Regions from separate parts of the Danio rerio genome. Here region 1 is linked to region 2. Evidence: chromatin contacts called from public Hi-C data. All regions are on one chromosome and are shown on one strand. Each heading gives the region's core, a stretch centred on a gene start, on an enhancer-like site or on the middle of the called end of the contact. The rest is flanking DNA. Distances are from core to core; before and after follow the strand shown.

Region 1 (5,108 bases), core at 2,115-4,614, 130 kb after region 2:
ACGCTTGTCCCCCCTCCCGTCTCGCCTGACGTCCCACACTCATATTGCATTCGGGCCTGAGCACGCTTACCTAATCGATGATGCGCAGTTTAGTTAGTGCTCTCTCGCTCAGCACAGTGGAAATTTCTTTATATCCTTTTGTTTGAGATGCAGTAACAAGCGGTCAAGTATTTCCCTGAACAGATCAGCCACTTTTGATGCTCATAAACAATCGTAAAGTCCTCGTGCTGCAGGAATTAGGAGGTTTGCTGAAGGTGCAGCTGTCGCGCAGTGAGGGGTTTGCATCTTTAATAATCTACAACAGTTTGAGTTCATTAAACAGTAAGAATGATTAATAAATCCATATGAAACAGTCCCTTAAAAGTCAAGTCTCGTCTTCAGTTTCGGGCTCATGCGCGCTTTGCACGCACAATACAAGCGTACCGCCCAAGTGAACCGCACTTTGGCACACCTCTTCTAACCGGGCCAGGACCGACCAACCAATTCAGAGCACTCACACTTCTCAAACAATCCAGGAAACTGGCCTGGGCGCGGTTCGGATAGCTTAGTATGAGTACGCATAGTATGATTCACGGCTCCTGATGCAGATATGCGCGTCGTATGGAGTGACTGACTAATGTAATGTACTATACAAATATAATTTGCCATTTAATTTTCATAAGACAGTTATATAGATGCAGTAGTTGCAGAATTTTAAAGCAGTTAAATGATTTAAATGCTTCTTATTGGATATTACGTCATTCAGTGCGACTATACACATGACTTTACGGAGAGCTTACAATCTACCAATTACGGTATGGTTTAAGAACATGTCTACAAATTTAGTTACAAACTAGCTAGTAGTTACAAAGCCCCAAGTGTGGACTTTACCTTTAAGAGAAGAAAGAACTAAAGGACAGCTGATGCAGCCCTACCCAGAAGATAACTAATGCCATAACACAACACCTCGCTAAAGACATGGTTCCTTTTAATGCAGTGACCAAAGAGGGATTTAAAAAAACTCATCTAAATGCAAAATAGGTCATATACACTTAAATTAGTTTGCTGAGTGTTCTGTATTTTTAGAACTATTATTTTTTGTTTGTATAATAAGCTACACTATATCCCTAATTTGAGTTCAACTTGTTTACAGAAAGGTAAGGTCGTTTTATTTGTGCTTTCTGTTTGCTCTATGGAAAAATGTGCCTCATTTCTGAATATTTAAAAACAAATATGAATAAAAGTTTAAGTTAACATTTTTTCAGTTCATTTTTTTTAACTAACACTCATTGCATTTTAGTAGTAAGAAGCTACGATATAAAATTAAATCGAAATCGCAATATCTGTAAAAAAAATTAATAGAAAAAATATTGCAAATAGATAATTTCCCCAAATTGCACAGCCCCACTTTATATAAGTTGTGAACAAAGGACAGCACAGTGGCTCAGTGTTTACCACTGTCACCTCACAGCAAGAAGGTTGTCCTGGCTGGGCTGGTTGGTACAGTATGTCTGTGGGGAGTTTCTCCCAGTGTTTGTGTGGGTCTCTGGGTGCTCCGGTTTCCCCCAAAGTCCAAACACATGTGCCCACATGCGGTATGAGTGACTTGGGTAAACTAAATTGGCTTTAGTGTATTAGTGTGTGTGTGTGTGTGTGTGTGTGTGTGTGTGTGTGTGTGTGTGTGTGTGTGTGTGTGTGTGTGTGTGTGTGAGTATGTGTGTGTGTGAATGTCAGAGTGTATGGGTGTTTCCCAGAACTGGATAGCGGCTAAAAGGGCATCTGCTATGTAAAACAAATGCTGGAATAGTTGACAGTTCATTCCGCTGTGAAGACCCCTGATAAATAAGGAACGAATGAACGTCACAGTTTTTAGCTTTATATCAGGAAATAAGTTAATTTAATTTTTATTAATTAACATAACTATTTAAAGTGTCAACAATTTAAACCTTTTTATCATAAAATATGTAAATAAGGGGATGAAAAATATATTTTCTTTTAGCCTATAAGAAGCCTATTTTTAGTTTTCACACATATGGAGCCAAAGGTAACCAAATAGATCAACTGCATTTATTTGATGTCCGACAGGTACTAAAGGTACTAAAAATATTACTTTAAATATTAAAACTTAAAAGCGGCTCAATAAAACAAAGTCTTATTTTTAACTATTGTCAAAAACAGAGTTAAATACAGTAGATTAACTCATTTTAAGATATACTTTAATCGCAAGCATTACAACCTGATTTGTAAAAAAAAAATCGTATTTAATAAATTAAAAACAGTTGATGGATTTTCCACATTATGGTCAGCTATAAATAGAAGTGCAGATTGTCTTTACTTGATGGGAGCATTTTTTCATGTCTGGTATAAATAGTAGCATGCCCAAAGCTGTTTAATGTCATTTTCCCCTTTGGAAGACACTGTCTGTGTTAAAGCTCAAGTAAAAAGAAGCATTTAAAATACATGTCATGATACAGATTCAACTGCGTCCTTGATACATATAATATTTAAAACGCCTATCATTAATTAAGATCGCTCTGTCCCATAAATCATGATCACAGAACACATAAATATGTTAGTGGTCACAACTATGACCCGTGGGGAAACATAGAGCCCCATTTTGAAAAGATGTGGAGGAAAAAAATAAATAAATCACTGACTGACTAAAAATACAATACAGCTGATCTCCAGTAATGTTGCATTACATTCAAACAGGCAGACAAAAATTTAATGCATTTGATCTTGAATAGCCAAAGCCCACAACTAACTTAACATTTTAAAATAATGTCACTTTATGATTGCATATTTCTATTGTATTAGCTTAATTTATGCGTAGTTAGTATGATGAAATTGTCATGAAAAGTAAAATAAAAAAGTGTACAGTTGAAAATCAGAATTAAAACAATAATCGTCCACACCATTAACGCTTATTTTAAAGATCTTAAGCTGTCATGTCACGTCAAACGTGGCTTAAGCTTTGGCAACAAATTCAAAACAAGTGATGATACCATGAAGCGAGGAGAAGTCGCGCGCGCGCAGTGAAGTATTTACCTTGAGTTCACATGTGGTGGTGGGGACGGGGATGTGAGTGCGATGCAGCACCAGGTTTTGACTGAGACTGTGTATGTCACACACCAGCTCCATCAGAGACACGCTGTTCGTGTTGCAGGCCGCCAGTCTGTGATCTTCTGCCCACGACAGCGGCTCCACACCGCTAACCGGACTCAACAATTTAATCGCAGGATCCCGCAGCACTATTGGTCCCTGTCCCGCCCAAAAATCATCCTCCGGTCCTGACGGGGCTTCAGACGCGGTCCCTGCTTTCTCTGAAGAACTGTTTGAGCATAATGCCGCCATTTTTTCTGTATAAAAATAAAGCACGTCTCCAGGAAGTTACGGTGCCGGAGGAGGAGGGATTTCACGAGCGCAGCATGACCTGGGTTGCCAGATTGACATCAATTACGTTGTAAATTGTACGGTTGTAATTCTTAATATAATCCATAATAATACAATATTATATATAACGATGTATTTTTTTTCTCTAGACTATCAAAAAAAAATAGCTTAAAGGGGCTTATATTTTTTATTTTAAACATTTGACCTTAAAATGGTGTTTAAAAAATTAAAAACTGCTTTTATTCTTGCTGAAATAAAACAAGACTTTCTCCAGAAGAAAAAATATAATCAGACATACTGTGAACATTTCTTTTCTCAGTTAAAAATCATTTGGGAAATATTTCAAAAAAGAAAAAAATCAAATCTATCTATCTATCTATCTATCTATCTATCTATCTATCTATCTATCTATCTATCTATCTATCTATCTATCTATCTATCTATCTATCTATCTATCTATATATATATATATATATATATATATATATATATATATATATATATATATATATACACAAACACAAAAACAACAGTTCTGTCTGGTTCTTGAATCTGATTGGCTGATAGCCGTGATATATTTAAGTAATATCAGCACCCGTATAGCCTCTTTACCTTTTGTGTATTACTCCGCCCACATACAACCAGCAAAAAACAGACGCTACAAGTTTAAAAGATGCTTGCTCAGCTGTTTAACTGTCAGCTAATTATTTGAATCCAATGCGGAAGTAGTTCCTCATACAAAAGAGTTTTTGAGACTCTCCATGTTTGATTTTGCTTTTATATACACAATTATGCCATCAAACTGTTGTATAAACACAATGTCACACGAGTAGCAGTGCGATATGGCTGTATATCGGCACTGGTGGGGGCACTAAGGCAACAATGCACAATGCAAGCCTCCCACCAGTGCCAATATACAGCCACATCGCACTGCTACTCGTTTGATATTGCTCATATATATATATATATATATATATATATATATATATATATATATATATATATATATATATATATATATATATATATATATATATATATATATATGGCGACGCAGTGGCAGAGTAAGTAGTGCTGTCGACTCACAGCAAGAAGGTCGCTGGTTCAAGTCTCGGCTGGATCAGTTGGTGTTTCTGTGTGGAATATACATGTTGTTCCCGTGGATTTCCTCTGGGTGTTCTGGTTCCCCCACTGTCCAAAGACATGCTGTACAGGTGAATTTGGTAGGCTAAATTGTGCGTAGTGATGTTTCCCAGTGGTGGGTTGCAGCTGGAAGGGCATCTGCTGCATATGCTGGATAAATTGGTAGATCATTCCGCTGTGGCGACCCCAGATTAAGAGGTCTAAATAAAGAGACTAAGCTGAAAAGATAAAGAGACTAAGCTGAAAAGAAAGAAAGAAAACAAATGAATGAATAAATAAATATATATATATATATATATATAAATATATATATATATATATATATATATATATATATATATATATATATATATATATATATATATATATATATATATATAATTTTTTTATTATTAACTGCATTAGATAAGGATTGTATTTCTCTGCCTAAGCCACAATTAATGCTCAAATACCTATGTTGCTACACGATAAATCACACCAGGGTCAACACTAAATCTCATAACTAAATATATTACTTTTGAAATCACACACAAGCACACATAAATATTACACTTTAGCTAAAATATTTCAATTAAAATAAACTGACTATAAAT
Region 2 (4,981 bases), core at 2,072-4,571:
CCAATTTTTTTCTTGTGGCATGCAAAAAAAAAAAAAAGACTAACAAAGAACTAACTTAAAGAATTAACCTTGAAACTTAAGCAGTGGTTTGAGATAATTGAAGAAATTCATTTGATTAAAAAACTGACATTTATGTTGAGGATGAAAACTGATATTTTCTGGAAGGGTTGGATGTGTGGTTGCATACATGTAGCATGTTTTTTCTGTTAAATTATTGTTCTGTGTTGTAAAAAAAATAAACTAAAAAAAGAACAAACAAGATAAAGCAGATACTGTAAAGTTAGACTTTACTGAAGATGAGGTAACGGAAAGGAAGTATAATACCTTAGTGACACATTTGTGACTCACCCTCACGTGAATACAGAACCAAAAGCTGATCAGTGACGATCTCAGACACAATTCAGTTTTATGAAGAAAACAAACAAATGAACATTAATGGTGGCTGAGAGTTTTCTTCTGCTCAACACATTATGTGTGCTTTATCAAAGGGATTTAAATAACATGAGATGTGAAAACATGATGGCATCATTTTTATTGTGTGTACGTTGTAAATTAATGACAAATTACTAAATTATAAGATATTTATATTAGATTTTTTCTTTTATTTTTAGCTTTCATTCTTTCTTGCACATGTGGATTTCAATGTAGCTGTATTTAGGATTATTTAAAATCTCATTTACTTGATTTCTTATCACCATTGTTTGTGTTTTTATTTATTATAAACCCTAAATAATTTAAAAGTCTACTTGGATTTTAACATAGTTACATTGTCCCCTCATTTTTGTATGTATTGTAGCCTATATTTAAAATTTTAAGTTGGTTTACTTTATTTTTCCTGACTATTTGTCTTTATTTGTTAATTTATTGGTCTGTATATTTATTTAAACATAGATACTTCATAACTCAATATTTTTTTTGTAGGCTATGCTACCTTTATTTTTCATCATGTTGTAGGCCTTTATGCAGCCTGTATATATAGGCTAGCTTTATTTGCACTTTTAAGATTACTTTCTTTTTGCTCACAGTTTCATTCATTCATTCATTCATTCATTCATTCATTCATTCATTCATTCATTCAGTCACACATTCATTCATTCATTCATTCATTCAGTCACACATTCATTCATTCATTCAGTCAGTCAGTCAGTCAGTCAGTCACACATTCATTCATTCATTCATTCATTCATTCATTCATTCATTCATTCATTCAGTCAGTCAGTCAGTCAGTCAGTCAGTCAGTCAGTCAGTCACACATTCATTCATTCATTCATTCATTCATTCAGTCAGTCAGTCAGTCAGTCAGTCAGTCAGTCAGTCAGTCAGTCACACATTCATTCATTCATTCATTCATTCATTCATTCAGTCAGTCAGTCAGTCAGTCAGTCAGTCAGTCAGTCAGTCACACAGTCATTCATTCATTCATTCATTCATTCATTCATTCATTCATTCATTCATTCATTCATTCAGTTACACATTCATTCAGTTACACATTCATTCATTTATTCATTCAGTCACACATTCATTCATTCATTCTTTCAGTCACACATTCATTCATTCATTCATTCATTCATTCAGTCACACATTCATTCATTCATTCATTCATTCATTCATTCATTCATTCATTCATTCATTCATTTTTTCTTTTTGGCCTGAATTTGGGGTTTGAATTTGTCTACTTCTGTTTTCCTTGCCCCTATTGATTAATTATTTACTAATGCATTAGTCTATATTTTTATTTCTATCTAGTTTTCATTCATTCATTCATTCATTCATTCATTCATTCATTCATTCATTCATTCATTCATAACTCAACATTTTTTGTAGGCTAGGCTGCCTTTACTTTTCATCATTTTGTAGGCCTTTATGCAGCCTGTATATATAGGCTAGCTTTATTTGCACTATAAGATGACTTTCTTTTTGCTCACATTTTCATTCATTCATTCATTCATTCATTCATTCATTCATTCATTCATTCAGTCACACATTTAATTATTCATTCATTCAGTCACACATTCATTCATTCATTCATTCATTCATTCATTCATTCATTAATTCATTCATTCATTCAGTCACACATTCATTCATTCATTCAGTCACACATTTATTCATTCAGTCAGTCACATATTCATTCATTCATTCATTCATTCATTCATTCATTCATTCATTCATTCAGTCAGTCACACATTCATTCATTCATTCATTCATTCATTTTTTTCTTTTTGGCCTGAATTTGGGGTTTGAATTTTTCCCCTCTTGTTTTCTTTGCCCCTATTGATTAATTATTTACTAATGCATTAGCCTATATTTTTATTTCTATCTAGTTTTCATTCATTCATTCATTCATTCATTCATTCATTCATTCATTCAATATTTTTTTGCCTGGATTTGAGGTTTGAATTTGTACTCTCCTTTTGTACTATTTTCCTTGCTCCTATTTATTAATTATTTACTAATGTATTAGCCTATATTTTTATTTTTATCTAGTTTTTCTTCCTTGCTTTCTTCCTACCTACCTTCATACATTCATTCATTCATTCATTCATTCATTCATTATTTGCCTAGATTTGGTGTTTAAATGTCTATTTGCATTTTTCTTGCCCTGAGTTATTATTTACTAATGCATTAGTGTATATTTTTATTTTCTATTTAGTTTTCATTCATTCATTCATTCATTCATTCATTCATTCATTCATTCATTATTTTTGCCTGAATTTGGTCTTTAAATGTCCGCTTCCGTTTTCCTTACCCCAATTTATTAATTATTTACTAAGGCATTAGCCTATATTTCTATTTTATAGTTTTCATTCATTCATTCATTCATTCATTCATTCATTCATTCATTCATGTAGCCTATTGATAGAATGTTTTTGTCTTTATTATTACAATTTATGTATTTGAATGAAACTAAATTTGTGTTTTATTACATTTTATGTATTGATTCCGTTAAGGACTGCACAGTTTCTATATGGTGTATTTTGGGCAAAAAACTGAAACTTTTAGCTGGTCCAATTCAGCGTGTATGCGCTCACCACCTGAGTCACGCGAAAGCCGCATTACAGAGCCCTGCATCCCTCCACCCTTCAGAAAAACAACTCAGGGCCTAACTGCAGGATCCTCTAAAACTTTCACACGTCAGTCCTGCTCCCGCCTTAGGTCCATGCATTCATAAAGTACGTCTGCAGGTTATTTCTAATAACATTCATTGCGTATTTCTATGTTCTGTGTTCAGATACAGGCGTGTTTTTGAGCTCTCGGGGATTATTTCTCCTGTTCATCCGCGGAAGGCGACCGCGCTGGCAGGGGTTGTGAGGTGTTCAAGATGGCGGCGCCCTGTGGAGTGCAGTTTCTCTAACAGGTAAACAGGTTTATTAAACGATGTTTTTTGGGGTGACATTTTTACATCATCTGCATTGACAGTCGGGATGTTAGATGTGCTTGCTTCTCAGTATTTTACGTGCATTATAAAGTTTCTCGGGCGTTATTTCTGATTTGCAGTATGCTTGTCGATAATAAGGCTCTCTTGCCTGGGACTGTCTGTGAAATAATAGTCCCTATTGAATGTGACAGTTTCAAAACGAATCCTAACAAATCTCCCCGCGCGCATGCAGGCGTTTAAGGGGGAAGTTGAAATGCATGCGGGGATGTTTGGTTTGGTCGGCGCATTTTTTTGGAGACAGTCCCGCAGATTCTGGCCATTGTTCTCTTGCGCTGTTTACGCCAGTGGTCATTTCAACACACATCTGCTGTCAGTGCATGCAGATCAAACCACAACATCTCTCTGCACATGCCTGCGCTGTTATTTTGGGCCATGCATTGGTTGAAATACAGACATATGTTGTTTGCTATTTGCTGTCTTTTACGCCCATAAGAGCGGATGTTTTTGAACAGAATTTGTTGTGTGCATGCAAATCATTCAATGCAGTCTCCAGCTCTTACTGTATGATCATTGCTCGCCTGTTAAGTGTGTAAAGTCATTTAACTAGTAAGAATGACGGTTATTTTTCTTGATTAATTAAAATGTTTTTGCATTGTAATTTGCATATAAAATAAATACTTTAATGTTTTTAAATGTTTAAAATGTTTTTGTTATAGCTGAAATAATCACATGTATGATTATATAACATTATATATTAATGAAATAACATGCTTATTCTGACTTGTACTTAATAAAAGTATAAGTTAACATACTAAATTGTATAATTTTTAGTAATTGTTAAATATTTCTTGCTTGCAAGAATGTAGTCTTGTAGTAGTTAAAAAAGATAGTGGTGAAGTATAAAGATATAACGTACAAATTAATTATTTGTTGTGGCAGCACTATGATTGTTAAATACAGTATTTAATTATGTCATGAAATAAAATATGCCTGGCAATATTTTATTTGCATGCATCTGTATAAACTATTGTTACTCCCAGTTCTTTTTATTGGGCGTTTTCTATTAATCATGACAAAAAACTAATTATGTTAATAATCATATTTGGCAACACTTTATTTTGATGGTTCATTTGAGTATTAGTAGACTGTCTGCTTAATATCTGCTGATCTGCTAATTTATCATTAGATTGATTGGGATGATTCTGTAGGGAAGTGTATGTGCATAAAATATAAGAGATAATCTACAAGCATATAGACAAGCTCAATAATGAAAAAAAGATACAAATTAAATAAACAGTGTTTGATTGTTTTCTAAGAAGTCGAACTGTATTCAGTTGTACAGTAATTGAATAATCAAATGTAAAATAATACTGCATAGTCTTTGTTATATAAACAATTAAGTCATTATTCATCTGTCAAATTTACAATTTCGTAGTTCTAAATGCTTTTAAAGCCCTCACACAGTCATCGAGATGGTACTTTTTAAAAAAACTACATTTATTTTGTTTGTAACATGTACCTAATAATACTTAAAAAGTACAAATGTGTTCTTCATAGTACCATAAAGGTACAAAAGTGAACCTTAAAGGTACTAATGTCCACCTT

What was found. A called contact is a pair of places that touch in the nucleus more often than the background predicts.
Region 1: a Hi-C map of an unstated tissue shows a contact between it and region 2, with 3 times the contacts expected there. The contact joins the promoter of gtf3c4 here to the promoter of tsc1b in region 2. A contact is called at or near these places in 1 of 18 Hi-C or Micro-C datasets (an unstated tissue) and 1 of 4 datasets of contacts at active chromatin or transcription factors (embryo).

What each region holds. Positions count from the first base shown.
Region 1 is chr21:18,815,287-18,820,394 of GRCz12tu, forward strand. gtf3c4 (general transcription factor IIIC, polypeptide 4) reads right to left here and starts at 3,365. Exons shown (of 5, transcript XM_691843.10): 1 at 3,028-3,365. The coding sequence starts at 3,333. The region is part of intron 7 of LOC137490590 (a long non-coding RNA gene); the gene reads left to right.
Region 2 is chr21:18,686,086-18,691,066 of GRCz12tu, forward strand. It overlaps tsc1b (TSC complex subunit 1b), which reads left to right and starts at 3,322. Exons shown (of 22, transcript NM_001282392.1): 1 at 3,322-3,355.